2 separate regions of the Zea mays genome follow, and region 2 is linked to region 1. The links are chromatin contacts, called in public Hi-C maps. All regions are on one chromosome and are shown on one strand. Each heading gives the region's core, a stretch centred on a gene start, on an enhancer-like site or on the middle of the called end of the contact. The rest is flanking DNA. Distances are from core to core; before and after follow the strand shown.

Region 1 (7,019 bases), core at 2,976-5,475:
TTTTACTCTTTGCAGTTCAACTCTATTACAAACCAATAAGTAGGATGCATATACGGGAAAAAAATATGAAACAATAACATATAAAATATTCCCATCATAGTAGTGCATAAAATGGTCTCAAATGTTTAAACCATAAATTGGCTCATTATGTTTTTGTCTAATGGCAATTGCGGGTAATTTCGATCAAACTTTAAGGGGAGGTCCATATTTGGTTGGTTGGGGAGCTGTTTTAAGGGAGGGTGGAGCAGGTTTTTTTTTAGATCCCACCTTTTTCACAAAAACGACTCCCGATCTTTCGGCTCCACACGAGAATCAGTTTAAAAAAATACCCGTTTGGCACGGCTCCTCCAAATCCTCGCTTAGAATCAGGAGCTGGAGCTGTGCCAAACGGGCCCTTAGCCTAGCTCGATCCTGGTTCAGTTTCATTTCTGTCATAGTTTCTAAACTGTTGGTCCCAACAATTGCCGGCTGCAATTGCTCCTTGGCCAAACAAAAACTTGCAGCAGGTATAAACAGTTAACCAGTGTGTAACAGCGTCGGAGACCGAGGTTTCAAGGAGTTAGAGGGCAGTACAGTACAAGTAAGCTCATGCTTTTGTTCTGCTAGAATGACGTGCCTTTATGAACCAGCAATACAATTTTAACGGTTTTGTGGTTTACACTTGCATATGTCAGTGTAAGTAGATTATACAAAATTTTCTCAAAGGGCTATAATAAATAAAGATATTGTTCTGATTATACTTCAAATTACAGCTGGCGAACACATGCAATGTCAAGCACACAACAGGAGAACAGAACACATCTTAGATGAAACAGAAGATATTATGCTTATTAGGTGCAACAAATACCTTAGTGCCACGCCATATATATTCATTAAGTGGCACATGCATCATGTGATTGAGTGCAACAAAGCCGACGATGGTGTAATCTTATACGCTTGATTCTATCCACAGCCTCTACACAAGTTCTAGTGAATGGCATTCCTGGTAGAACTATTGATCACCTTCGTGGCCTCCGGCAAGGCGATCCCCTCTCTCCTTTGCTTTTTATTCTAGTCATGGATGTGCTCAATTCCCTGATTCAAATGACTTCCAGGAATAACCTGATATCCTGTCATGTTCTATTGGGAGTTTTCCTTGTGCTATATTGGAATCCCCCTGACCATCCATAAACCCTCTAGGGCTGATCTAGCACCGCTGATTGATAAGGTTGCAAATAAGTTATCAGGTTGGAAGGCCTCTGTTAAGCAAGGCTGGAAGGTTGGTTCTTGTCAAATCTGTAATTTCAGCAACTCCCATTCATCTGATGCTTGCCTTAGATTTGCCCAAATGGTTCTTTAAGGCCATTGATAACAGGAGAAAGGGTTTCCTCTGGAAAGAACATGAACAAACCAATGTGGCGATTGCTTGGTATCTTGGGATAAGGTGCAAAGAGCATCCATGTTTGGTGGTCTTGGGGTTCATGATATGGAAAGAATGAGCTGGGCTTTGTGCATCCGCTGGTTATGGTCCCTGAAAGTGGACCCCCCTCAAACCATGGTATGGACTTCCTATCCATATCCCAAAACAAGCCCAAGCTTTATTTGGTATGGCTGTCACAGTATCTATTGGTAATGGGGATTCTTCCAAACAATGTTTTCAAGTCGGACGACTTACTGGTCGTTCTGGCTGACCAACTTGGGTGATTAATCACGATTATTAATCAAACGACTTGGTGATTAATCATGATTGGTCGAAACCAACTTGGACGATTAATCATGACTTATCGCAATTAATTGGACGACTTGAAAACATTGCTTCCAAATTTTGAAAAGACAGGTGCTTGCAGGGGACGAATGTGGCTGATTTAGCCCCAAACCTTATTCATGCACCCCAAGAGAATAATCAAAAGGCGTACAATAAGTCAGACATTATTTAACAGAAACTGGGTGTCCGATATCAAGGGGGGCCTAACAGTTCAAGTGTTGGTGGAATATCTCAGAGTTTAGGAACTTATGGAGGGTATTGTGTTGTATCCGGATATCCCTGATAATTTTTATTGGAAGCTCTCTCCTTCTGGACAATATTGCCCATGTTTGTTTCAGCTTTTTTGCTGATTGTGGCCGATAGAAGCTGCTGCAAACTGCCAAACACCCAGTCTTTCAGCCACCCTTCTATGAGAATCGTTTTGGTGAAAATCGTCCAAATCAACGTGAACACAGAATTGGCCGAGTCGTCGCAATAGAAGTAATCCGTCACTTCTTAGATCCTAAAACCTATGGACTTCATATTCCTCCGCATGTAATCCCCACGATACTCAGATTTTCCTCACAACTAGATTCTTAGAAAAGCTCATCAGACTAACACTGAACCAAACAAGCCCATTCTAGTTAATCAGCCTACAGTTCGATATTTATCGGATCCATTAGATTCTCATCCTGGAAGCGGATTTGGAAAATTTGGGCTCCTGCAAGTTGCAAGTTCTTCATTTGGTTGGCTCTTAACAAGTCCACATCAGCCTGCTTGCCCACTCTGTGATCAACAGATAGAATCTATCAATCATGTGCTTGTCTCTTGTGTGTTTGCAAGAGAGATCTGGAGTATTGTGCTTCATAAAGTCATCCCGGGTGTCACATCGACCACCACCGAGAGTCGCTTTATAAGGTGTTTGGTTTGAGAAATGAGCTAGTCCATCATCTTCTCACTCCTCACTTTTTTGTTTGGTTTGTGGAATGGATTGAGTTGATCCATCATCACCTCATTCCTTATAGTTATTTAGTTAGTACTAATGTGAGGAATGAGGTCATCCCACCAAATTTGAGGAATGAATACATGATGCACCACCACATTTTGGATGGAGTGATTCCTCAAACCAAACACCCCCTTAACTCTTGGTGGTGCCGAGTTTCTGCAACCTTGTCTAAGGAAGAGAAGAGGTTTAACTCTTTTAATGGTGTTACTAGCATGGGAAATTTGAAAACATAGGAATGCTTGCGTTTTCCAGGGTATAAGGCCTGCTGTACAAAGTATTGTGTTGTCTATATTGGCTGAAGGACAACTTTGGTGCCTGGCTAGGGCTTCTATCCTCCAGGATCTAGTCCATAAGGCTGCGCCTCTTAGGTCGTTTCTAGGGGCAATATTGGTTGTAATTACACCCCTCCCCCTGAGGCCCTGAGGGTGTATAATTTTTTCAGTGGACCTCTTTTTTCTTCTTAATGAAATAACGCACAATTCTCCTGCGTGGTTCAAAAAAATGCAGCACTAGATATAACCAAAAAGGCACAAGACACAACTTAAACAGAGTGAAGAGAAGCACCGATTTTTCGAGAATTAGGTCTATTGCGACTCACTAATGCACCTAAACGTAGCAGAACCACACCCTATTGAAGAAAGGGGAGCTTGGCATCTAGGTGCATCCTACAGAAACAGAAGTCACTTAAGCACAACAGTACATCAAGAAAGCAGGACATGACGAAAAGATTGGAGACCGATATATTGAGCAACGCAACATTTCCATTTGCATACAGTAACTAACAAGGGGCTTAACAAACGTTTGTCTCGTTGTGGAACATGATCCTTGTCGAAACCAACCAAAATCTTCTAACACAGTGAGCGGGCTACAGAAAATGTGATCAAAACCAGTTATTCATTACACAGCCCTCTTGTCATTCACCCGTATCTCCTTTCTGTCTTGCTCTACGGATCAACCGAAGGAGAGATGAAATCACTGGACGCAACTCAATGACAAGGTGTCTAACCGGAGAGGAGAGAGCCCTCATGTCTGGCGGCGAAGTCGCTTCCGGAGCTTGCGGAGCTTGTGCTTGTTCATCTTACGCTTGCGCTTCTTCTTCACGCTGTCCGCCCACACCTCCGCCGCCCCTGGGCCGGCCTCGTCCCTTGCACCCCCAATCGGATCTAGGCACGGGTGTGCCTGGAGGCCCGGGTGGAAGGAGAAGAGCGCGTCGCGGAGAATCCCGGATGGCGTTTGGGCCGGCGTCGAGGTCGGGAGTGCAAGAGCCGGGGCTGGTGCTGGGGCTAGGGTGGGGCCTTGCTGCAGATGTGGCGCGAGGCGGGATAGGAGCGTGTTAAAGGGCAGCGGCGGCGGGTCACGGAGGCGGAGGAACAGCCGGCGGAGCGGCGCTGCGGCTGAGCCGGCGGCGGCCATGGGAGACGTGGGAGGAGCGGAGGGTTTCCTTGGGAATGGAAGCTGGCTGGGCTGGGCTGATGCTTGTTACATTATTGTGTTGATGGTCTGCTTGATTCGTCGGGTCCAGTCGAATCGGGGCTTGTGGTGCGTCTGGTCTCTGGCCCAACTTGCTGCGGTTCGATATTTTAATTTCTGTTTTTTCTTACAACTATGAAATTTCAGGTGTATTTGAACGATTTTGACATTAATTGAATCCAAATGAGAAAAACGAATACCATTCACATGGTAGCAAGTTATTATTATCACAATATGCACCATCCAAGTGTACGTTTATCATCACAATCTATGCTTCCAAAGACTAACACGTTCACATGCATGACTTGAAAGACTGTAAGACGGTATCCAGCAACGTCCTCTAAATTTCATCCTCTAAAGAAATATTCTCTGTCGTTTACAACATTCTCTAAAAGATTCAGTCTTCTATATCTTCTGCACCTTCAGCAACGTCCTTTAAATTTGGTCCTCTATATCTTCTATATCTAAAGTAATAACCGATTGTATAAACTAGTTTCTTTATTCTCCATTTCGCATAGAAACAAAATTTTAATTCTATTTTTCATGAAAAACAAACGTAATTAACATTGTTCACTATGACAGTTTTGTGAACTTATATTAATTATGAAAACAAATATCTACAATTTTTGTGAACGTATACTAGAAATTAAAGTTCGTATTTTTTTATCACATCACATATATTTCCTCAAACACCTGTCGAGCTCTCCCATTCATTTAAATAAATATTTTTTCACCCTCATCACACGCTACACCAAGCAGCAGCAGATCTGCAGTCTCCTCGCTGCCATGTTCGCGCCGCCTCCTCGTAGCAGCTCTCTAGTGTCCTCGTCGCTGCCCCCCGTGCTCCCAACCCCGGCAACAACCTCCCGTTCGTTCGAGTCTGTGGGCACGACAAACTTCACTGCCGACGGGGACATGGCTCACCGACGGGATCGAGTATCCGGGCACCGTCCACGGCTCGCCGATGGGGACCGGGCTCGCCCCGGCTGTGCGCTAGCTTGGGGTCCTCGGTCGTCGGACGTCGACGGCCTCCCCTGCGAGAACGAGGGAAATCTCCGAGCGGACGCGCGAAGGAGCCGACACAGGAGATAGCGGACGCTCGTACAACCTCTACAAATGGCGGACGAACCTCACCCTCTATATTTTAGAGGAGCATTTACCGTCTATTGCTGGATGGATGCAGAAGCTCACGAACCTGTAAATATAGAGTACCGGACCTTATACAGGTCCTTGTTGGAGACAGCCTAATAGCTGAAACAACTCTTGAATGAAAAGCAAGGCACACTACCAATAAAGATTTTTTGGAAGGCGTGCCTCATAATTAACAAAGGAGAGCATAAATAGGTGCTATGGAGGAGTTGCCCGAAAAAAAGCATATCTCTTTAATAATTAACCCGTCTGTATTAATAATTTAACAGAGAGAGGTGTCTTACTACCCAAAACATGTTTTAACTATAAGGGTAATTTTTTTAGATGTGGCTTAATAGAAAAAGCCATCTTCAAAAATGGTTTTCGAAACCAGCTGCACCTAGATATCCATTTTAAAGACGGCTAATATTTCCAGTCATATATAAAAATATCCTTATTTTTAGAGACGAAGGGGTAGATCTGCCTCAAAATATTGACTTGCAAAGACATCCGAGTCTAGAGCCACATCTCCGTAAATCAATTTTTTAGAGACAACTAGATTTAAAGCCATCTATATATAGAAATAAGTTATCTAAACATAGTTGCAGTAAGTTTTTTCAGACGGTCGCACCTGGTTTTAAAGACAAAATTGAGTCTACTATACATGTAGATCAAGAATCATATACATAGTGACGTCATACAGAGGATTATATAGAAGTACAATACTTTATCAGTAGTGAAAGAGTATTATTACATAACCATAAATGTTTAGTACAATCCACCAATAGACCATCCTACAACCGACTGGTTGATCGCATGTCTAGAATCCATCCTAATCCTGGAACTCTTGGGTTCAAGACACATGTACTCCTCCATCTGAGTAAAAGATACATAGGGTGGGGGTGGAAAAAGGTAAGGGCGAGTACTTTCACACTTAACAAGTATCCGATTATTTGGTAGGTAGGTTGGCTATATAGTGGACTTGGCTCAAGCGATTGCTTTTAGTTGGTGAAATTTTATTTTTACTTGCAAAGCATTTTAATCCCTTTCTGATAGAACATTTATCATGTAAATATCATTACAGCCCAATAACTTTATGTTTATTGCATCCCACAATGAAGCATTTATCAAGTCTAATGGTGAATCATTACAGTAAAATTTGGAAATCGTTGATTGCATCCCACAATAAACCATTCACCAAGTCTCATGGTAAACCTTTTGAAAACCATCGCGAGTATCAACCCATCGATATTTTGCCTTTGTAAACACTAATCCATGAGAGCCCAAGATCGCTCTTAACCATGAGCATGACTGATTAACCAGTTTTACACTCTATAGATGTTGTACAACTTTACCCACAAGTTTTGTTACCCGACTACCAGGGTTTGCAAGACCCATACACCTCTTCTAAGGAGGTGAGACAGGGTTCACTATGATACCTTTACAAAAGATCCCCTATGCATTTAGTTTTATGACAAAATATTTGGAGGCAGTTTCTCATAATATCTCTCCACACACTACCTCACACGTAGGCCTTCTAGGGACATCAACCCCACCACCTAGTCAACTATAGGTGTTGGTCACTTCATTTTAATCCCCTAAAGGTATCAAAAATCAAGGCAACACAAACATGTTATGGTTCATACTCATCCCTCCTTTTATCGTTCTCGGGGAGAAGATAAAATGAAGGAA
Region 2 (7,019 bases), core at 1,458-3,957, 320 kb after region 1:
ATTCAAATGATCATGTCTATCGTAACGTTAATGGGTATGGGTACCCGATGGGTACCCGCTACCCATGGTGGGTATGGGTATGGCGTAATTTTGTACCCATGATGGGTAGTGGGTATGGGTATGAGTCAATTTTTTTCTAGTGGGTATGGGTATGGCTTCATGTGCCCACTGGGTACCTTACCCACTGCCATCCCTACATGTAGCAGAGGAAAATCTGCTAAACATCCTTTTTACAGGAATAGATCTGTTAAAATGTTCATTCTCATGGATTGTAGTTATGCTATTCTAGGTGTTGCAAGCAAGCCTGTAATCTTGTGTGCTTTCTTATATTTGTGTAGGAGCTCACTTTTAATAAATCAAACATATATAAGCTGCAAAACTAATTGTGGTAGTTTGATTGCGTATGGGACAAGCTAACTGTGCTAGAAGTTACTCCAAAATAAATCGTTCTATCAGATAACCATGAAGAAAAGGTGACAATCATGATAAAATCACCATATTCTAAGAGTAACCCCAACCTCCCAAGCAAACACAAAAATGGCACTGAAAGCATAAAGAACAAGAACTATATGGAATATGTTTGTATTAAAACACCTGAATTTGAAACTCTTGCTCAATTGATCTACCAGCTTCAGCTTCTTCCTCTGCTGCCATCTTCCACCGTTTAATCTCCTCTTCAGCAGCTGTCACATCCATCATAAGACCCTCAACCTGAAACAAGTGCATCAAAATGCAGTAACCCATTGATCATAAACTTGAAGAGATATAAGTGATGCAGATGAGACATAAAGCTAGACTAGACGGGGGGAGGGCTTTACACTTTCATTTGCCACCCTTTCCTTCTCTTCAACGTGCTTTATTTGCTTTCTTAGCTGACCAATCTCCTTTTCTTGTCCTTCTAGCCTTGTTCTAAGTAAACCAGATTCTGCCCTTAAAGCCAGCAAATTACATAGATGATCAGAAGCAGGAATCAATTTACAATGGTTCAAAATAGCCACAACATGAAATAGCAACACGTCAATATCAAGTTCATTAAGTGATTCTATGTTCAACAGGCAGAGAAAACAAGAACTTGAAACAGAGGATTTCTCTAATCTCTAGAACTAGGTCTGATCTGAAGAACATTCAAGATATGAACTTCATAAATCATGGAACCAAAACTCATCTGTCACAACTCACAATGACTACCTTAGTGCTTCGACAAGATGTTGGAGCTCAATGATCCTGACCTGGGATTCCTTCATGGTATTCTCGAGAGCCCCTGCCTGCAATGTTGATTGTGAAACAAACAACTTAGGCCCTATACAGGTTCAGGAACTGTCAGTTCCATGTATAGTAGCATCAATTGAACTTACCAGGGTATAGACCTCGTCCTTCTCCACATTCCCTGGCCCGTGCACCTTTCGCTCATCAAGCCCAATCTCAATGCCAGCTTCCCTCAGTCCATCCTCTGCAACCTTTAACACCTCACTGGTGGTTGCCTGCAGCGCGCTCCGGAGCAGCACACTAATGTGCTCCTTCTCTTTAATCAGTTCATCCACCCTGTCCTCCAAACGCATCAGCTTGCTCTCCTTGTCATTGATACAAGCTCCGACCTTCTCAAGGGCCATTGCCGCAAGCTCATAGGCCAATTTCGTCCCTTCCAGAGACACCTTAAGGCTCTCCTCAACGTCAGACTCCTTCCAGACAAAAACCGAATCGGACAGGGCACTGGCAGCTTCAGCATCGACCAGCTTGACCACCTGCCGCATCTCGTGGTACAGCTTCGAGGTGCATTCGATCTGCTCCGCCAGCACGGGCCTCTGGGCATCGAGCTTCCCCTCGAGAGAGGTGATTTTGTCACGGAGCTCGGAGATCTCAGCTTCTCGCTGGGAGAGTGACTTGGAGAGGGATTCGCCCTCGGCAGACCTGGATGCGAGCGACGCCTCGAGCTCAGAGACCTCGATGGCGATCTGGTAGTTGCGGTGTTCCATCTGCTCGCGCGCGCGATCGCGGTCGCGGTTAGCAGCGTTGATCTGGGCTAGGAGGTCGTCCACGATGTCGTTGGCGCGCTTGAGGACGCCGTACGCGAGGGCCGGGAGGCCGGAGGAGTACTTCTGGGAGGTGGGGAGCGGGGCGGCGGCCGCGGAAGGGGAGGCCTTGGCGGAGATCCTCTCGAAGCCGGAGGAGAGCATGGAGGAGGCGGTGGTGGCCTCGGCCTGGAGCGCGGCGAGGGACCGCGCGGAGTCCGCGGCCTCGGCGGTGAGGGCGTCGCTCTTGCGGAGCACGTCCTGCGCGAAGGCCTTGTAGCGGGCGACGCGGGACTCGGCCCCCGCGATGGAGGCCTCGGCTGCGTGGCGGAGGCGGCGCTCCTCCTCGAGCTCCGCGGCCAGGGCCAGCAGCCGCTGCTGTTGTGCCTGGGCATCGGACTGTGGCAGGGGTTGGGCTTGCGGTAGGGTTTTGTGGGAGGAGGCAGAAGAGATGGAGGGGGATGATGATGGGAGAAGGTCCTCGTCGACGTCCGAGAGGACGGCAGCGTCGTCGTGGTCGGCCATGGCGTCGGAATTGGCCGGCTATGGGCTCCGCGGCCAGTCGACTGGCGAGGATCCCAATCCGACGGGGAGGGTGTCCTACTTGCGACGTCGCAGCCTCGCAGGGTCGGTGTATTTCTATTGGACGGGAGCCGGGCACAGCAGGGTGGGAACGTGACCGGGCCCCGCTGTGGCAATTTTCTTTTTTGGTCAATTTTCTCTGCACACAAGGACGAACTGCTGTGTTGAACTGTTTGGACTGGTGGAAAGATACTGGTGGCACGGCGGCGAGTTGGAAGTAGAACGGAATATTTGTATTGTATACCGATGTTTCCGCAGAAGTGCCAATACGGCAATACACATCAGCAGCAACGTCGCAAATAAACGTGCGGGTGTTTGTTTCGATTAAGCTAATAATAGTAATTTAGACATATATCAACTAAGCTAATTTAATTCAGTTTTATATCAAATATATTTATATATTATTATTAGCAAGTTATCGGAGATATTTATATGCTATATTTTTATTATATAGGAGTGAGTCAAAGAGTGTCCTATAATTTGTAAACTAGAAATAAATTCTATTAAGATATAAAATTATTTTTCATCATATACCGCATGAATTTGAGATATGGTTATATCTGAATTTTGGGAAGTGGTGGAATATTAAATTTCAAACTAAATAGGTTAATTTATTAAGTAAAGTACAATTCCTTCAAAATGAATGGATCCAAACGCTTCGTAATTTCCATCATGTGCCGCTAGAAACCGCGGACTGTTAAATATTTAGTTTTTCAACCTATTTTTTTTAGAACCGTTTTGGTAAAAATTGTCTAAATCAATGTAAACATAGAATCGAGAGAGTTATTAATAAAGTAGGAATTCATCACTTTCTAGATTTTAAACCCTATGAACATATTTATTTTCCTTGGTCACTTTTCTGCACATAATAATGTTCTCGATAATCAACGTGACATGCTTAGGTTAACTTGATGGGACCTAATAGATTACTCTAGTTTTGTTTATCCTACACCTTGCAAACAAATGAACTATTAGGTAGTATTGTTATTGCTCTACCTGACTTTGGAATAATGCTATATATGAATTATGATCATGTTTTATCATTATTGCTAGATTGTTTATTGTTCATGACAATATTATTGTGTTAATTGAAATATGGAGCTTAACCTGAGATAACAGTGCTAGTGGAATGGGACGCCCTTGACTGACTAATTAGTAAAGCTAGTGGAGGACTACATTACCTGAAAGGGGCAATCATGGTATGAGGAGCTACCAGTATATGGAGGTTCTCGGGTCGATCATGTTGCGATGGCTTTTTGGACGAGGGATTCCTATATAATGAACTATTAGGTTTTCTAAAGCTAGTGGAACTTTGTAAAGGCCTCGTAGTGGGACCTTGCCTCGTCTCCTCGGTAGAGATGAATGGAAAGTCGTGATCACTTGGCTAATGGGTAACATGACTTGTGGGTAAAGGGTACAACCTCTGTATAGTGTAAAATTAGTATATAAAATCGTGCTCATGGTCAAGAGCGACTCAAGACTCTCACATGATTAATTTATGGAATTAAATTTAATCTATCATTTGCATTGCATTATGGGATTTATTATTAATTGTGATCAATTTCTTAATTGGGTTGTAATTTACTTACACTTAGTAATTACTAATAGATTTTTGACCAATTTTAAAAGTAATGCTCAGCCTTAACCATTCCTGTTGATAAGCCTTACACTTCACATGAGCCCCACTGTAAGTGAGCTCATTCACATTATTCCCCACAACTTGTTGAGAGATAAATGTATGTGAACTCACCCTTGCTAAACTCACACCAGGTCAAGAATAGGTATCGCAAGATGAGGAGCATGAAGGATGCTACGATGAGTTCGAGAGAGGTCTCGGTCGTCGTCTCCCAGTCAACTATACTTGCGAAGGATCGTTGTCATCGTATGATGTATTTATTTAGCTATTTTGTATAAAACCTCTATTATATAATAAAGATGTGATGTTGATTTATGTACCATGAGTCATCGTATGTGTGAGACTTGATCCTAGCACACATTTGAGATGCGTCTAGATTTGTCCTTAAATCCGGGTGTGACATCAATTCATGAGCATCAATAAATATATCATTATCATTACTCACGATAGCAAGGTAAACATCTCTAGTAAAAGCATCAACTAAGATGTTGCAAGCATGATGATTAAGAGTCAAGCATCTTAGTTCCTTCTTAGAGGTATTTTTACTAATCTTACAAGGCAAAATACACTTATTAAAAATCTGTCTTAAACCAAGATCAATCCTTATGAAAGCATTAAGAATAGAGATAGACCATGATGCATAGTTTGAACCATAGCCAAGTAGAAGTTCTAGAGTTACCTCTTTATACGACATCGTCATCTCTGAACGGCTAAGACCACACTGGATAGCCTAGCTCTGATACCAACTGAAAGTTCCCTTTGCCTAGAAACACAGATTTGTATGTCGCCTAGAGGGGAGGTGAATACGAAAATAAAAGTTTAACCCAAAAACTTTGAACTTATTACTCTACTCGAGGTATGGATTGCAGCGGAATGAAGTTGACTCGAGTAGATCACAACGGAATACCAGTATTTGTCTTAAAAGATAAGTATAGAAGTGCAAATCAAATCAAATAGGAGACAAAGAATAAAATAGATCAAAACAGAGACAAGTGACACATGGATTTATGTCACACCCAGATTTAAGGGATAAAGCCGGGTGCATCTCATATATGCACCAAAGAAAACAACACATATAATAACAGAGTGTATAGAGATAAATATCACAACATCATCAGAGTACTTATTACATAGTGGAAGTCTTACAAAATAAAAGATAAATATAAAACGAACTAAAGTTGACATCCCAATTTTCAAACCCGAGGTTTGGAACTCTAATCTAACCCCCCCTTCCTTATTTATTTTATCCCTAGGTCTTCTCATCATATGCATATACTTTGTGTGATTAGAAGCACCTCACTTAGATTTTATTTTCTAGCACCTAAGACTATCTAGTAAATTAATTCTTCAAAAGAAAAGGGATGCAAAAATAGAAATAGAATTTGGAAAATAAAAAGAAAAAGAGAAACCCTTTCCCCCCCTAGCTGGGCCGTTTCCAGCCCACCCCGCGGCCGCTTCCCCCTCTCGCGCTCGTGACACCCTCCCCCTCGGCCCATCTCCGGCCCACTCCGCGCTCGCGCCTGCGCACCGCTGACGCGCCGTCCCCACTCGTCAGCCCCGCCCCCTCGCCCTTGCTCGCGATCGCTCCCACTGGTAGACTGGCCCCACGAGTCAGTCACCCCGTCGTCCTCGCCGCGTACGGCTTCATCGTGGTCACCTCCGGCCACCGTCCTCTTCCTCGCCCCGTCCCCTCGCTCATCCCCTCGCCGCACAGGAAAGTTTGGCACCGCCCTGTCCTCGCCGCAGCGGCCGCGTCCTTGCACAGCACCACCTGCCGTGCGGTCTTGTCGTCACCGCTGTGCGGCATTAACTCCGGCGATGTGCACCTCACCGGCGTCCGCCGAGCTCCACCGCTCCCCTCCCCTCGGGCGCCTATAAAAGGGTCGCCCCGAGCACTTCCTTGCCCCGCACCGGCCTCAGCCACCCCTCTTCCCCTTCGCCCGAGCTCAGTCGCGAAAGTGTCGTCGTCTTCTTCCCCTCCGGTAAGCCCTTCCCCCTCTTCTCCCTCCCCCTCTGGTGGTTCAGCAAGAAATTAGCTAGGCTCACCAGTCGCGCCACACTGCCGCGAGCTTGGAACGCCACTCCCCTACCCCAATCCCCGCACCAACCTCACCGTCGGCGACTCCCGCCGCGGAGCTCCGCCACCTCCCCGCGGTCAGCCCCCTCCCGACCTCCTCTGGCCAAATTGAGCCCGCCCCTAAGTTCACCAGCCCCTCCTCATGCTAGGGCGCCTACCTGTTACCCAAGAACCGGGTCACCGGCGGCGAATCTCTGTCGAGCCCACCGGCGGCCGGGTTCTCCCCCGCGGACGGCCGGTTCACCCCGCCGTCGATCGTTGGCGACGTCCCCCCCTCCCGCTCTCTCTCACGTGTGGGCCCCGCGGAGACGGCGTCACCCCTCGCGTGCCCGCACCGTCTTCCGCCTTGGGCCACAGCTGGGCCGGCGCAATCGCGCCCGCGTGCGCCCTGCGCCTAGCTAGACCAGATCCCCCCCGCGGCCCACCAGAGCTTAAATCCTTTTCTTTTTCTTTTTTCAGCCTTTTCTCCTTTAATTATTACTTCTCAATATTTTATGCACCAAAAAATATCAAAATAATTTCTAAAGTCACATGTAATAATAATGTTAGAAAATGACACACTCCAATTAGTAAACCACTATTGATGTATTGTTTATTGCCTGTTTTACTAGAAGAAGCGGGGACCGTCGATCCGGAACCTGTAACCCCGGAAGAAGGGCCGGAGCCCGATCTCCCGGAGGTAGACCTTTTGTGCCAGGAAAGCTTCGACGAAGGC

The links. Hi-C and Micro-C count contacts between places; a contact is called where the count stands out from the background.
Region 2: a contact with region 1 is called in a Hi-C map of leaf, with 6 times the contacts expected there. The contact joins the promoter of LOC103632335 here to the promoter of LOC100276344 in region 1. A contact is called at or near these places in 3 of 25 Hi-C or Micro-C datasets (ear, leaf and tassel).

What each region holds. Positions count from the first base shown.
Region 1 is chr7:47,475,525-47,482,543 of Zm-B73-REFERENCE-NAM-5.0, forward strand. It overlaps LOC100276344, which reads right to left and starts at 4,226. Exons shown (of 1, transcript NM_001150154.1): 1 at 3,447-4,226. The coding sequence starts at 4,142. The coding sequence ends at 3,753.
Region 2 is chr7:47,795,489-47,802,507 of Zm-B73-REFERENCE-NAM-5.0, forward strand. It overlaps LOC103632335, which reads right to left and starts at 2,708. Exons shown (of 5, transcript XM_008654146.2): 1 at 1,356-2,708; 2 at 1,189-1,265; 3 at 819-930; 4 at 595-711. The coding sequence starts at 2,534.